3 separate regions of the Gossypium arboreum genome follow, and regions 2 and 3 are each linked to region 1. Evidence: chromatin contacts called from public Hi-C data. All regions are on one chromosome and are shown on one strand. The core of a region is the stretch at or near the end of the contact, and the rest is flanking DNA. Distances in the headings are between cores, read along the strand shown. Region 1 holds the start of LOC108464875. Region 2 holds the start of LOC108470258. Region 3 holds the start of LOC108467751 (DNA-binding protein BIN4).

Evidence for each region. A called contact is a pair of places that touch in the nucleus more often than the background predicts.
Region 2: a Hi-C map of leaf shows a contact between it and region 1, with 4 times the contacts expected there. The contact joins the promoter of LOC108470258 here to the promoter of LOC108464875 in region 1. A contact is called at or near these places in 2 of 5 Hi-C or Micro-C datasets (both in leaf).
Region 3: a contact with region 1 is called in a Hi-C map of leaf, with 4 times the contacts expected there. The contact joins the promoter of LOC108467751 here to the promoter of LOC108464875 in region 1. A contact is called at or near these places in 3 of 5 Hi-C or Micro-C datasets (all in leaf).

The regions. Positions count from the first base shown.
Region 1 is chr8:55,473,931-55,478,716 of ASM2569848v2, reverse strand. It overlaps LOC108464875, which reads left to right and starts at 2,266. Exons shown (of 5, transcript XM_017765151.2): 1 at 2,266-2,380; 2 at 2,502-2,677; 3 at 2,757-3,599; 4 at 4,580-4,675; 5 at 4,769-4,786. The coding sequence starts at 2,619. The coding sequence ends at 4,637. It overlaps LOC108464873 (a long non-coding RNA gene), which reads right to left and starts at 889. Exons shown (of 2, transcript XR_001868365.2): 1 at 1-889.
Region 2 is chr8:55,959,497-55,964,282 of ASM2569848v2, reverse strand. LOC108470258 reads left to right here and starts at 2,176. Exons shown (of 2, transcript XR_008269649.1): 1 at 2,176-2,555.
Region 3 is chr8:55,793,343-55,798,128 of ASM2569848v2, reverse strand. LOC108467751 (DNA-binding protein BIN4) reads right to left here and starts at 2,869. Exons shown (of 12, transcript XM_017768505.2): 1 at 2,493-2,869; 2 at 2,107-2,284; 3 at 1,856-1,917; 4 at 1,260-1,509; 5 at 1,054-1,115; 6 at 916-969; 7 at 197-314. The coding sequence starts at 2,540.

The DNA.
Region 1 (4,786 bases), core at 1,017-3,516:
AACCAAACAGGACTTTTCCAAGTAAATTCAAATGCATCGAAATAAAAGTCTAAAGCTTCTTCAAATAGTTTCATGTATATATCAAGGAAAATCTAAAAATAATAATATTGCATTTTAGCTCTCATAAAAATGATAAAATTGTAATTTAGCCTAGGTTACCATACTAAATAACACTAAGATTTACACATAATCTTAGATGTGAAAAGAAAAAAGCATTGCTCTAAGCATCTATTAATAGTTTATTAGTTTACATTCCATTTGAATTTTCTTCAATGTTTAAGCTATTGATCTCGAAATCAAGTGTTTTGCTCAATTAAACTGATCATAATAAGCAAAAACAAACATAAAAAAAAAATTAATGCCATCCTTCTCCCTGATCTCACACTCGTTTTCTTGACAGCCAAACAAAAATTGCCCAAGTAAATTAAAATGAATCAAGATGAATGTATAAAGTATCCTCAAATAGTTTTGTATATATAAAAGAAAATCTAAAAATGTAGAAAAAAAATATTATTTTAAATAATCTAAGGGTTTTGCTTACCATGGCTGATGATGCGAAAAGCAGAGGTGTCAATGGGGAACGAGATTTTAAATGACGGAGAAGATGGACAAAACTTATAGGGTTTGTCAAAGGGTTGGTCAGGATAGAAGCATGAAAAAGAGGGAGAAGGTTGGAAGGAAATGGGAAGAAGAATTGAAAAACAGAAGATGCTTCAGACGAGAGAATGAAAGAGAGAGAGAAGGTTGTAAGGAAATGGAAAAAAGAATGAAAAAAAGAAGATGCTTCATACATGAGAATGAAAAAGAGGGAGAAGGGTAAAGTTGAAACTCACACACAGGTATTCCATGGGTAGAGTGCGGAATGGTAAACGACAGTTTTGCCTTGAATAAGGCTGTATAGAATAGGGCTGTAATAGCCCATTACAGCTAACCAAACAATGGAATAGGAATGGGCCACTGAATTCAACTATAATAGTTTAGTATTACAGTCAACCAATCATACTGTTAGTAATTAGGGTAAAAAATTAGGAATCAAATGTAAATAATTACTTGGCCTGGAAATTTTGTTTAAAAAAAAAAATACCTATTTAATTTTTTATCGGATCAACGAGTCAAGTATTTTTTAGCACCCTTAGTTTCAATGTACTTGTTGATTTATATTAGATAGATGACTATCTCTCTCATATTCACCAAGCCATTATGAATGATGTTGCTAACTTATAAAGAATTATGTTTTATCCTTAAAAAATTATTTAGTTTATGTTTAATAAAATGAGATTTAAATTTTTGTAACATAATTATTCTACATCTATTTTATTTCAAAACATTATACCTTTTATCTTATAAATTGTATAAATTTATATTATTAATTAAATTGATATATATTATAAGGTTTAAGATTAAAATTAATATGTACAGTTTAACAGATTGACTCATGGACAACTTTAAGTGATGATATTTGGACAACTAATATTTATCTCGAATAGTTTTTAACGAAATATAAAAATATAAAAGATTCCATAATTAAAATTTTAATTTATAATTATAATTTAAATTAACTGATAAGATAATATATTTATATTCTAAAGAATTTAAAAACATGATTATTTAAACTTGACTTGTATAGAGCGATAATTCAAATTTTTGTCGAATATTCATTTTGACAGAATTCAAATTATGTGGTCTCCCATCCCAAAAACACAATTATTTAAAGTGGTGAATGTAATATATAACTTGAGTTTCTTATTTAACTAAAATTCCAACATTATTTAGCTTCACATGGATTTCAAATATTTATTTATATTTTCTCTGACGAATTTTTAAAATTTAATTTGTTCATTATTATGCTTTAACTATTAAATAATACAATTAACTCATATTATAAAAAAAAACTAGATTATGTTTCATCCCAACCAAAAAATAATATTTGATTCAAATGCCAAATTACAGTCCCACCCATTGCTGGTTCAGCGAAGACCTCATCAAATGGAACTGTTCCTATCATGGAAACTAGGAGGTAGAATTTAAAGGCAAAATGGATGGAGGACCATTTTTATAATTTCTATAATATTTTAATATTTCTTTCTACTGATCACCCAAACGACTGAATCAGTGAACCGCTGAAAAACTTAGGCACTAAAAAAACGTCAAGAAAAACTTTAAGGACTAAATTGAAAAGGATAGTATATTTTAGGGACTAAATAAGAAATTAATCCAAATCTCTTTCCCAGCTCTCATTCAAATTTTGAATTTTCCGTGTTTCCACATCCTTCCCCAACTCAAATCAAACAATACAAAACGCGCAACGTAGGAGGCAAATCGTCGGTGTCATTCTGATCACCTCTCACCTCTGCCTCCACTTCTCATTCTGCCTTTTGAGGTTAGCGTCTCGATTCCCATAACCGCATCTTTCTTTCAATTCCCATAACCGCATCTTTCTTTCATCATAGCGTCCGGTACCCAGTTTATTCGTTTCTTATTTTATTGCTATTATTCATCAGAAAACTTTCGATGACCGGAAGATTCAGATTTTCAACGAAACTTTAGAAAGAAATAAGTTACAAAAAAGACAAACCTTTGAAACTCTTCATCATTGAAGTCGTAGTGAGGTCTGGTCTATGGAATCTTCCGTTTGTCCCTTTTGTCACCTTAGCGTTCCCTCCTCAGAACTCCAATGGTGTGCTCTTTTTTCGACTTTTTTTCTAGTTCTATTTGTGATTTTGGATCAAAGTAATGGTAGTAATCATTTGATACAGGCACGCCAACAGTCACTTCGAGGATGAGGATAAGGAAGCTAATGACATGGAATTGGGTAATCAAATTCAAATTGCCTCTTCTTCAGGCTCCACTGACGTTGTTAGCATTTCTTCTTTGATTGGTTTACAAACAAGGAGCAATTTTTACCACGTCAAGGATGGTTTGATTTCCTTGCTGAGAAATTGTCTAGAACTAGAAGCTCGACACAACTCATCTGTAACCATATTGTCTGGCTACGTGGATCACTTCCAAAGTCTTCCGTCCGTCGATGTTGGTTGGGGTTGTGGATGGCGTAACATTCAAATGCTAAGCTCTCATTTGCTTGCTCACAGGAAGGAAGCTAGAAAAGTCCTGTTTGGTGAGTCAGGTTTTGTTCCTGATATCGCTTTCCTCCAGCGTTGGCTTGAGATTGCTTGGGAAAGTGGATTTGATCCACCTGGTGCCCAACATTTTAACTGCAAAATATATGGTACCAATCACAGGATTGGGACTACTGAATGTGCTTCTCTTTTTCGTTCATTTGGTCTTCGTGCTAGGGTGGTTGATTTTGGTCCTAAGGAATCTGAACTGCTCTATCTTTCTGTTCCTGGTTCTACTCTTGGACAACCAGTTAAGCAAAGGAATGCAGTTCGAGTTTCTGGACCTATGGATAAATATGTTCATCGCCAGCAGGGTTTGAATAAGGGAAGGCATTTTTGTCACTCTTTGCATAATGGGAAGAGTGATAATTCTAAAGGGAAAAGTGAAGGACCTCAGGTTCTGATTGATTGGGTGTGGAATTACTTTTCAGATAAAGGGTTAACCATTTCTGGCTCCAGTCAAGTTGTAGTGAGTGATAGAGCGTAAGTAACCATCAACATTGCTGGCTATACCTATATTTATTTATTTGACCTTCCTTTTTATTCTGAGGTGTGCATCAAAGGCATCTTATTGTGTTTCTATCCATATTTTGTCATAATTTTATTATGATACAGAAAGGTATGTTTCTTATTACATTCAATGATTCTGTCTTTACCTTAGCTTTTATGGGTAGGCCTTTATACTTCCAACACGATGGACATTCAAGAACAATCATTGGGATTCAGGTTAAACATCAAAAGAATGGGACAAATCAGTTCAATCTCTTGATTTTGGACCCTTCTGATGTGAGTACTACTCATGTAATTCCTTTTGTGGTCACTTGATGTGCTTAAAAGCTTGTAGACCTTGATAAATGACACCATTACTGAATATTTTACTGATTTAGTGCTTATGCATCATGATATTGTTACTTCACAGAAGTTTTGATGATAATTGTTCTCACTCTGTCTATCTTCAATTATTTGCTCGTGTATGTTTTTTAATAGTCTGGTTTGTATGCACATTCAGAGTTCCAGAGATAAAGTTTGCCATTTTTCTGTCTGATTAAAATATTTTGATTGACAGAAGTTGTATGGTATGATTATCAGAAAATAACTATTCGTTTCACAAACTCAGGCCAAAACATGACCACCTTGTTAAGACTTGGGCTTTTTCCCCTGTAGCTGTAGACTTCAAGCATGATCCACATGCTGATCAGATTTATTCTGTAATATGGGAGTTGAAATTTGGGAAAATGTTATCAGAAATAGTTCTTTTACCTGTGATTGATAAAATTGGAACTTGCAAGGGTGTCACTAACCATTTTTTTCCCTTATATTGCCAGAACGTAGTTCTTTTATGTATATGTGCGTGTGTGTGTGTGTGTGTGTGTGTGTGTGTGTGCTGCTGCATGCATATTCGTGTAGGTGATTGTGATGCAGCTAATGTTACATATCTTCCATAATCTTTTATACAAGTGCAGGGAACAGTTGCTTTGGAAAGGTCCCTTAAAACAACTGTGGGATGGCAGAAGCTTATAAAAAGAGGAGTCCACACCTTGAAGAAGCCACAATACCAGGTTATAACACAACACAATTGGTTAAATGATTTGACTTAATAAATGACTATCTTTTCATTTATTAGCTTATATTCTTCTTCATTTATTTTTCAGTTGTGCTATATTGATCCT
Region 2 (4,786 bases), core at 927-3,426, 490 kb before region 1:
GATCAAATGATTTATAATTAAATTTTAAGTTTTCGCATATTAATTATAAACCCATTTAGTCACAAAATCGTTTCACTATAGTATCATGACTGAGCTCTCCTCAATTACATACCATTACGAAAGCTACTCAACCAGTGCTCGTCTAATGACCTTGCCATAAGCGTGTTACTCTCATAGGATATCCTTAATCTCTTTAGGATAACTTTGTTCTCCTAATATGATCCTATTTTATCTCATGGTAACCACTACATCTTTTTTTATGAAAATCAATCACTATCAAATAGTAACCAAGTCATTCATTATAAAGACAAACGACCTATGGTCACGTTTACTTTTCATCTATCATGTAATTTCGATGAGAGGGTATCATTTACCCATTTCTTGGGCCCTGAATTTCACAATTGTGAATGGTGCTACATACTGCAAAAGTTATATACCTAACACACCAGCTTTCAGTTCATTATCTATTTGAACTCAAGCTTTTACTTATATCAAAGTATACGAGTAGCGCATACATAGTCCACCATCCATTTAGGATTAAAGTATGCCACACTACGAACATCACAAGTGAATAAATCAATAAACGGATTCAGGATCTACTCTACTTGGTCATATCCGATGTATTGTCAATCCAGTTAGTCACATCTATGTCTCTATTTTCTAGGAGTCATCCGCTCTGATACTCAAGAAAAAAACATCTCCCCAATTGGAGTCGATAAACGACATATTAGTCTTTCAATCAGTTTGCTCATTTAATTGGAGTCGATAAACGACATATTAGTCTTTCAATCAATTTGCTCATTTCTGAGTAGACTAAGGACATGTTTAGGTTAATTTACTAATCAAAGTTTGCTATGATTATTGTTGAAACTCTTGAAGAGATCAAAATATATTTCCCCAAAATCTTTCTTCACTCATACCTTTCAAAAGAATGGTGATATAAATACTTAGCAAATGTGTTTAAGTGATCATTTGAAAATTGCATTACCAATTTGTTGATCTAACATCACAAAAAATTAGATTAAAGTTTTGTATATAATATTATATTAGTTATATTTATATAACGTTTAAGCCATGTGTATTAGTTTTAAGAAAATGAATTAAAGTTAAAACTAAATCTCTATATCAAATTATTAAACAATAAAATGATGGAATACAATATTAATACATGTGTTAATATCTATATAAATGAATTATTAATATGTAGAATATATAAAATTTACAATACTCTAAACAAATAAAAATAATATTATGAATTGACATTATAAATAAAATTGTAATGAATTTCAACACATCACTTTAAACAAAATTTTATTCAAAATAAACCATAATAACAAATTATGCAAACTATAAATACAACTATCAACATGTAAATATTTTTCAAAAAAAACTAAAACATAAAAGAAAAACATTTGTTACATTATCAATAAAATTTTAAACTCTATAATTAAAAAATTATAAAATATAGTGTAGTCTTTAATCTTATGTTGTTATTTAAAGAGGAAGTAATCCAAGCGTTGTCTAGGAACAAGCTGCAAACTTATTTGTGAGTCTATATGTACTGTATGAAAGAAAAAAAAAATTTTGGGTAGAAGGAAATTTTAATTTTTTATAGTCCATATATTTATAATTTTTAAAGGATTAAATTAAATTTTTATAATTTTAGGGAGGGCCAAAGTACAATTTTACCTTTACTAATTTAAAATTTTAAAAAAATCTAAAGGGCCTAAATGAAAATTTCCCATTTTAGGGGGGCCGGGGCCCATGCCTGCCCCCCCTGGTTTCGCCCCTGATATGTACACATATCTCATATCCCAAATTGTTTAAGAAAATAAAAAAAATAAGACTTTAAGTCTATATAAAAACTTATTTTGTAAGTTTTATTTTTATATTAATAGGTTACACCAAAAAAAAAATAGTGTTGCCACTTTTAGTGTTGACTTGGTGAAAAGCTTTTTTATCAATATATTAAAAATGCAAAACAGTTTATCAGAATTAATTTATTCTCGTAAATTTTTTAAAATTCAGACTATTTTTTTAATTTTAAAAAGAAAATAGTTTTATTTGGTAATTTAGTGCAGGAAAATGTTTGACACGTGGCAATAGTTAAGTAGAAAAAGGGAAAACTGGAAGGAGAAATAAAGGGTAAAGGGCAGAGACAAATTCAAAGGTGACAGTGATTTGAAGTTTCTGTTTTTTGTTTTTTCAATTGGTCGTTGGTACAGTGTGAAATTACATGTGAAATTTGTTTGGCCCCCACACCAAACAGCAAATCCCAAAACTACCCACTCTGTTAGAACTTATACGTCCTTTAGCGGACGTGTTATGTCCAAAACCAAAACTCCTCCTAAATGCTTTGATTTTTGGTTGGATTTTTACTAAGGGCGCGCCGCGTCAACCCCCAATCCCCATTCTTCGGCTCCCTAATTTAATCCACTTTCCACTTACCCATTCCTTTATATATGCTTTCCCCACCCTCTCCTCCTTTTCCCCATTTCTTCTTGTTGACACAGACTTCTCTACTTTTTCTTGGTTCCTCACTGTTCCGGCGCCAGGTTTGTTTCTTTTTCTTTTACCTATTATGTCCTGGTTTGAGGATTAGGATCCGTTTGTGATTTGATCATGTGTATACGTGATGGGCTAGTTCTTTAAATCTTTGATCTTCAGCTGGGTTTGGTCGTTTTATAATTTCCTTCCCATGCATGACTACATTTTTAGAGTAGGATTTTGAACCCCCCCCAAAAAAAAAAAAAATTGTAGTTAGCTTGCATCAGAAGAGAACCCAGCCAAAAAATATCAAAATTTTGACTCAATTTTTGATATTATGTTGGGTTCTGCAGAAGAACGTTTGAGTTCTACACGGTTTGAAGCTCTTGGAATTTCACCGTAGATAAAAAACTTTTTTGGTCTCAAAGGCAATGGAGGTATACGGCAAAACCATGGCTGCTGCCCCTGCAAATGTTATTTATTTGTCTACTATTCTAGGCCGTGACGGGCCTTTTCCTGTTCACAAATGCGATTGTAAATGCCAAAATGAACATGTTTGTGGCAACATGTATCGCTGCAAACTAACAGGAATCACACATATCTGTGACAAGAACTGTAACCAGAGAATTTTGTATGATAACCATAGTTCCCTTTGCCGGGCAAGCGGCCAGGTCTTTCCGCTTTCTCAAGCTGAGGAACAGGTGATCAGAGGCGTCAGGAGGAAGCTTGATGCTGACAATTCCCCACCCTCTGATAGCTGTGGTTTTAAGCGCAGACGTGATGCGCAGATTCGTCCTTCTCCTTTTGAGAGATCTTTCTCTGCTGTTAGTCCCATCTGCAGCCAAGTTGGAGATGGCATGGACTTGAGCTAGACTAGTTTCGAATTTAGATTACATATACCACATCCTATTCTTAACCTTAAGGACTTTTTATCTTGTTTCACTTATCTAGTTCCCATTGGAACTTATTTCATGGGACAAATATGGATAAATGGATGAAAGACCTGATGATGGTAGATAGTTCTACCTGCCTGTAGGAAGAACATTTTTATTTCTTACCTTCTCTTATGCTATGTAGCCCTTTCCTAGCTTAATTTTGAGAAATCAAATTTACTTCACTTTTTCTCCAACTGATCTACCTTGATTTATCAAACTATGGTGCTTCTAGGTCTGTAATAAGAGTTTTATTCTAAAGATTTTCATCTATCTACTCCTTGGTTATTTATGTTTATTCTAATTGTTAATGTTGTGGAATCTTTAATTATTTTTTTCAACATCAATATTTTCTGATGGATGGTGCCATATTCATTTTTAATCTAGCTTTAAATCCACAGATTCAATTCTATTGTTTTGTGTTCTTTTTGCAACTATTTGTTATGCGCCTTGGCGTAAGATCTAGTCACAGGTCTAGACGAGAAAGTATCCTTGCTTCGACCTATGGTTACTCAAAGGCAGATTCGTTTTTGACTGAACCCCCTTCCCAAACTAACGTTTGTGATAAAAAATAAACCCCCTTTTTATTTCATATTGGCAGCCTTTTTATAGGCTGTTAATTACAAAGGAAAATCCTAATCTAATTCCTAATTTAAAGTCCTAATAGAATTCCTAATTTAAAGTTTATAAGGAAATAAAAAACCTAGTAAAACTAAAACTCCCAAAGAAATTAAATAAATGTAGAATTCTAATTCCTATTCCTCCGTTGATATTGTTTTCCAATGAAAACATCTATATCATTACTCCCCCTCTCGGAGTTGAGCTTGTCCTCAAGCTCAAATTCAAGATAAGCTGCTCGAAAATTATCAATTGATTCCCAAGTGGCATCTTCTTGAGGGCATCCTGCCCATTGCACTAATAGTTCCCGCCGACCCCGATTAAGCCTGGAATTAATAATAGCTTGTGGAGTAGGCAAGGCCTTGCCATCATATACTAAGGGCAAGTCTCCAACCGCATCTGGTTGAGGTCCCTTGTATTCTTTGAGGAAAGAAACATGAAATACATCATGTATTCTCTGCTGTAGGTAATTCAAGCGATAGGCCATCGATCCTATTTTGTTCAAGACTTTAAAAGGACCAAAATATTTTGGCAATAACTTGTGATGCTACATTTAGTTATCGTCAATTGTCGATCTTTGTTGAAGCCGTAACCAAACCCAATCCCGACTTTAAAATTCAACTCTCGTGCCCCAAATCATAAGTGGCTTTCATTCGTTCTTGAGCTTGCAAGAGTCTATCCCGAGCATTGTGTAAAAGTGCATCCCTATCTTGTAGAGCCTTATCCACGACTTCAATCCTTGTAGAACC
Region 3 (4,786 bases), core at 1,620-4,119, 320 kb before region 1:
CACTTGGTAACTTGCTGAATTCGAGTGCAAAACAAGTCCAGGTTATATAGGCATGCACCCATGTCTGCATGTCTGTCTTTTACCCTCCTGCTGTCGGTAACTCACCAACCATTCAGAGATGATAGCTTAAAAGTTCAAATACAAGATAAACAGTTACATCATCTAAACCTATCAAAAGCATTCAAACAGCACATGCCTTTTAAGTCTAAGAACATCTCATGATTTTCAGATGCAGAACCAGAAACTACAATTCGACCAACAGCCCCCATATCGCCACTCAAATCTATGGAATCCCCTTCGCACTCAACAAGTGCCTGCACAAACGACAAAATTCTTGTTAATGACTGGTTGATTTCTTTTCACAGCAGATGTGATCACATAGCATTTTTTAAGTCCAGGGGATCTAAGATCTCCATAACACAAATATATTTTGTTTATTGGAGGCTTTCCCATTTAGCATACAATTATATATAAATAAAAAATCAAACCAAACCTAAAGGAATTTAGATTTTGAATTAAAATAAAGCATGAAGCTAAACCTAAATCCTTACAAGTCCACAAGTAGAGAGACCAAATGTAACAGGATTTTCCCTTCTTCTTTTTTTTTTTTTTTTTTTTTTTAGAAACCAAATATACTAGTTAAGATTGGTTTCTAGGTTCTCTCAGGTTGTTTGTAGAGCTTTACTGACTAAGAAAGTAACAAAATTAATAATCTTAGATTATTTCTGATTATAATCCTAGGAGCAATCACATCTTCCTTAATGATTTCATGCACAATATAAAGGTTGAACTTCACAACAATTACAAGCAACCAAATGCAGTTCATCCCCAATATAACCCTTTTTGAAACTCACAGCCTAGTCTCTAGTGAACTAGGTTGCAAATAAGCTATAACTATGACAAAATGTATCCTACCTTTGAGCGGTGAACTTTCTCAGACAGCACCAAAGGCAACCTTGAGGTAGAAACCTACATATTGTAAAATTTGAATAATTAAGTGACGAGTCTCAGATGACAAAAAGGAAATAAAATAGTTTCTACCAATGGTCTTACATGAGGTTCGATGTGCTTTTCAGAAGCCTCCTCCTCGGCAGTTTCCACATTAACATCATTTTCTGTTAACATAACCCAACATTGCATGAAATAAATTAAGTAGCTTGATCGCATAGTATCCTTTGCATCAGCTATTGAATGTTTTAAGCTAGCCAAACCCAATAAACATTAAAATCAAACTTTACATTACAAATTCAGTATCATACCTGTTATCTTCGCATCATCTTTCACATTCTTCTCCTTTTTGGGAGTCTGACCCCTTGCTTTTACCCCCTTCTTTGGAGATTTTCCTTTAGAAGTCTTCTTTAGTGGAGACCTGTTGGCCCTGCCAGTCAGAACTGGATCACTTGCCTCTCCACTCTCTTGAGATAGAGACACTTTCTGCTTCCCTTGAGGAGAATGGCCAGGAGAAGACTCAGAATCGGATGATAACGTCCATATCGAATGATTTACTGCCTGTTCAACATCTAACCACTTTCATCAGCTTCAATATTAACAGTGGTCCTCCAATCTAATCAGATTCATACCACGTTGGATATCTTTCTGTAGTAAACGTCTCAAACATATGAAGTAAAATTTACATTATAAAACTTTTATCATACTGTTAAATAAATGAAAATGGTTTTGTTCTACGATGAAATGATTCTTTCCAAAGCAAAATGTCTTTATTTTCATAAATTCCAAAACGATATCTAAAATCAATTTTTTAAGTTTGATGACATTTTTGATAAACCATGAAATGCAATAATAAAGGAGAACCCAGATTTAGGCAATCCCAAGGCAATATAATGTGATACCGTACATGAGATCCCAAGTGTTTCTCAGACATTTCTTCCGCAGCGACCTTTCCATCCTCCTCACTCCCTGCATCATTGCTAAAAGTTCATATTGCACAAGTTGTAAATAACGAGGTCAAAATCAAAGAAAGGGTTCAGAAATCAGAAGCTGAAATATTATATACTTTAAACAATTCATTAAAGCATCATTTCAGTTATTTGGAAACAACCCTTGCGTCAGTTCCTAACTATCATAGGAGAATTACTCCTTTTCTACCTTCAGAGTCCTTGAAGGCGTCGTTTTCCTTCTTTCCAGAAGGCTTTTGATTTACTTTATCGTGGTTTCTCTTTTCCAATGTGTCTTCATCATCAGCATCAGTTTTATCAACCCTACGCGGGCTACCATTTGGAGAAGAATTGGAATCCGAAGATAATGTCAGCGTAGAAGTCGGTGCCTAAAAACAAGGTAAATTCTCGCAAACCAGTAAGAAAACAATGTAAAGGTGCAACAGCTGGCTAACTGCTATACGGTTACAAAAAGAAAAGAGAACAATCTGATTAAACGTTAAACTTTAGCCATGAAAATAATGGGGAAAAAGCATGGTGCAGAGTGTCAAACAAATAAAAACATTTTAGAAGCTAGAGAAAGCAGGGTAAATATACCTGAAAAGAGCGCAGCCAATCTGGAGAATCTTCCCTGGAATTGTTCATTCCGCACCAATTATTCTTCCCTGATATTAGATTATACAAATTTATAACTCAGCAGCACTTATAAGCTGCGAAAACACAAAACAAAATCCAAAGAAAATGTGAACAGAGAAACCCTAAAAGCCTAATTATGCACTGGGTAGCTGAACCAAACAAATTAAGAGTAATGCAACGGTGCCGGGTGTAGAATAGATCAAAGAGAAGTAAAAAAAAAAAGAAACAGAAGAAGAAAGGAAAATTGAAAGTGATGAGTAGCAGAGAAAAAGAAATGGTAGAAATGAAAATGGAAGGAGAGGGAAAGAAGGAACAAGAGAAACGGAAGGGGGCTTATGGAGTTCTAGGCCCAATACCCTACAGATACAGATTCGATTTGAGGATTGATACAGAGTTTTTGAGTTAGGGCTTTATTTACACTGGGCTTTATTGGGCTCTGTGGAGGAGAGTTTGGGGCGAGGGAATTTGACCAGTTACATGATATTCAATCCAGGTGAAACCTTTTTTCTTTTTGTTTACCAGATACATACATTGACAGATGCAGCAAACCCATAATAACATGCCAATCAATAGTGCTATATCGGACTTGCTTCTCAACATACACGAACTTCCATTGTTTTTGCTCAAAATCCTACTTTGGACGCTCTTCTTGTCCATTTGCTTTTTCCTCAACACTCTAAAGTTGCTGCTCCCTTTTACTAGCCAACTTTACGTCTATCAATCCGATTAATATGTTAAACTACAATGTGCATATAGTTTTGGAAATTGAAGTTTGAGAAAAAAATAAGAAAATCATATTTTTCTTATTATTTTTATTTTAAAATTGATTTTTTTCATTATTTTTGGTTCAGTTTTATCTTTGATTTTTATATATAATTTTTCTTTTTTTAAAAAAGTAATATATATTTTTAATTTCTATGGATTTTTAATAAATATTAATTTATTTCTTTTAATTTTTCAGTGTAATTGAATTGTATGGTTAAATTGGAATCGAGGTCTTATTCAATCAATTTAACCTCCATTCTCGTTTTACAACATTGATGTTAGCTTATATGCGAAATAAGCTATCATTGTATAAATGATCTAAGCTTTTTATTTTGAATATATAGACTTCTTTAATGTTTACATATTAGTTTATTTTAGACATTAGGTTTACAAAGTTGTTTAAGAGAAATATTGTAATTGATAGGTGTAATTAGGTGTATGCAATCACAATCCTTCTACGCTTATTTTAGTTTACTTTTGAGTAAAATCAAGTCGTTTTAGGATTAAATTGTGTTTTAGGTCATTTGTAAGTATGTTTCTGTTTTTGTGTCATTTTTAGCACTTTGATCTTATTCTATACTTTTGTTAATAGATTATGCTTAAAGGTGCACTTGTGAATGTGTAGGTGTGTAGAATGCTAAAGTGCACAACGGTTTGAAGGTTCTTGAACAGAGAGTCATGCCACGATGTAAGGGACTGAGATAGCATAAAGTCACTAAGGTTGGAGATCGTAATGTTAATTGATTGAAGATCGCGACCTAACTCACTGCTTGGTAATATCTTGTAGCTTGGGTTCGGTCACAAGACCGGGTTATGGGTGTTACATTTAATGGTATCAAAGCTACGGTTTAGTGGATTCTAAGACTGAAACATAGTGCGTACGAGTCTAGAAATACATGTCACTTATAACCGGTGATTATGTGATGCCTTCAGATCCGATTTGATTTTGGTTTTTTTTATAGATAAAAGATTTTAGCTGAGTTTAATCACGCTGCACCTAATAAAATAGATAGTAATGTTCCAACTCCTAAGCAATGAGCCGCTTAGAGTGTGCCCTAGACTCAAAGGCATGGAAGTGTGACGCATGGTGCCTTATTTCAAATGATGAATGGTGGTATTCGAATTTCCTGTGAACTCACCCAGTGGCTCTGCAACATCCACCCCCTACTGTGCCACTCCCAACACCCCCACGTCTCAAGATTTAAATTGGTAAATGTTTACAAACCCCCAATCGATAAAATCCAAAAATGTAGAGCTAAGGAATTCCAAGGGAAATGATATGATAATCCAACTAAAACTGAGTATTGATTTGAAAACACACAATGAGCTTTCGACGAGATGATCTGTTTGCCAAATGACTATTTGAGTGTGTCGTCTCATTATTGAAAGATGAGGCTTATCAGTGGTGGACTACATTGATCACAATGGTTCTAAAAGAAAGAATAAACTGAGACTTTTTTCCAAACTGAATTTCAAAAGAAATATATCAG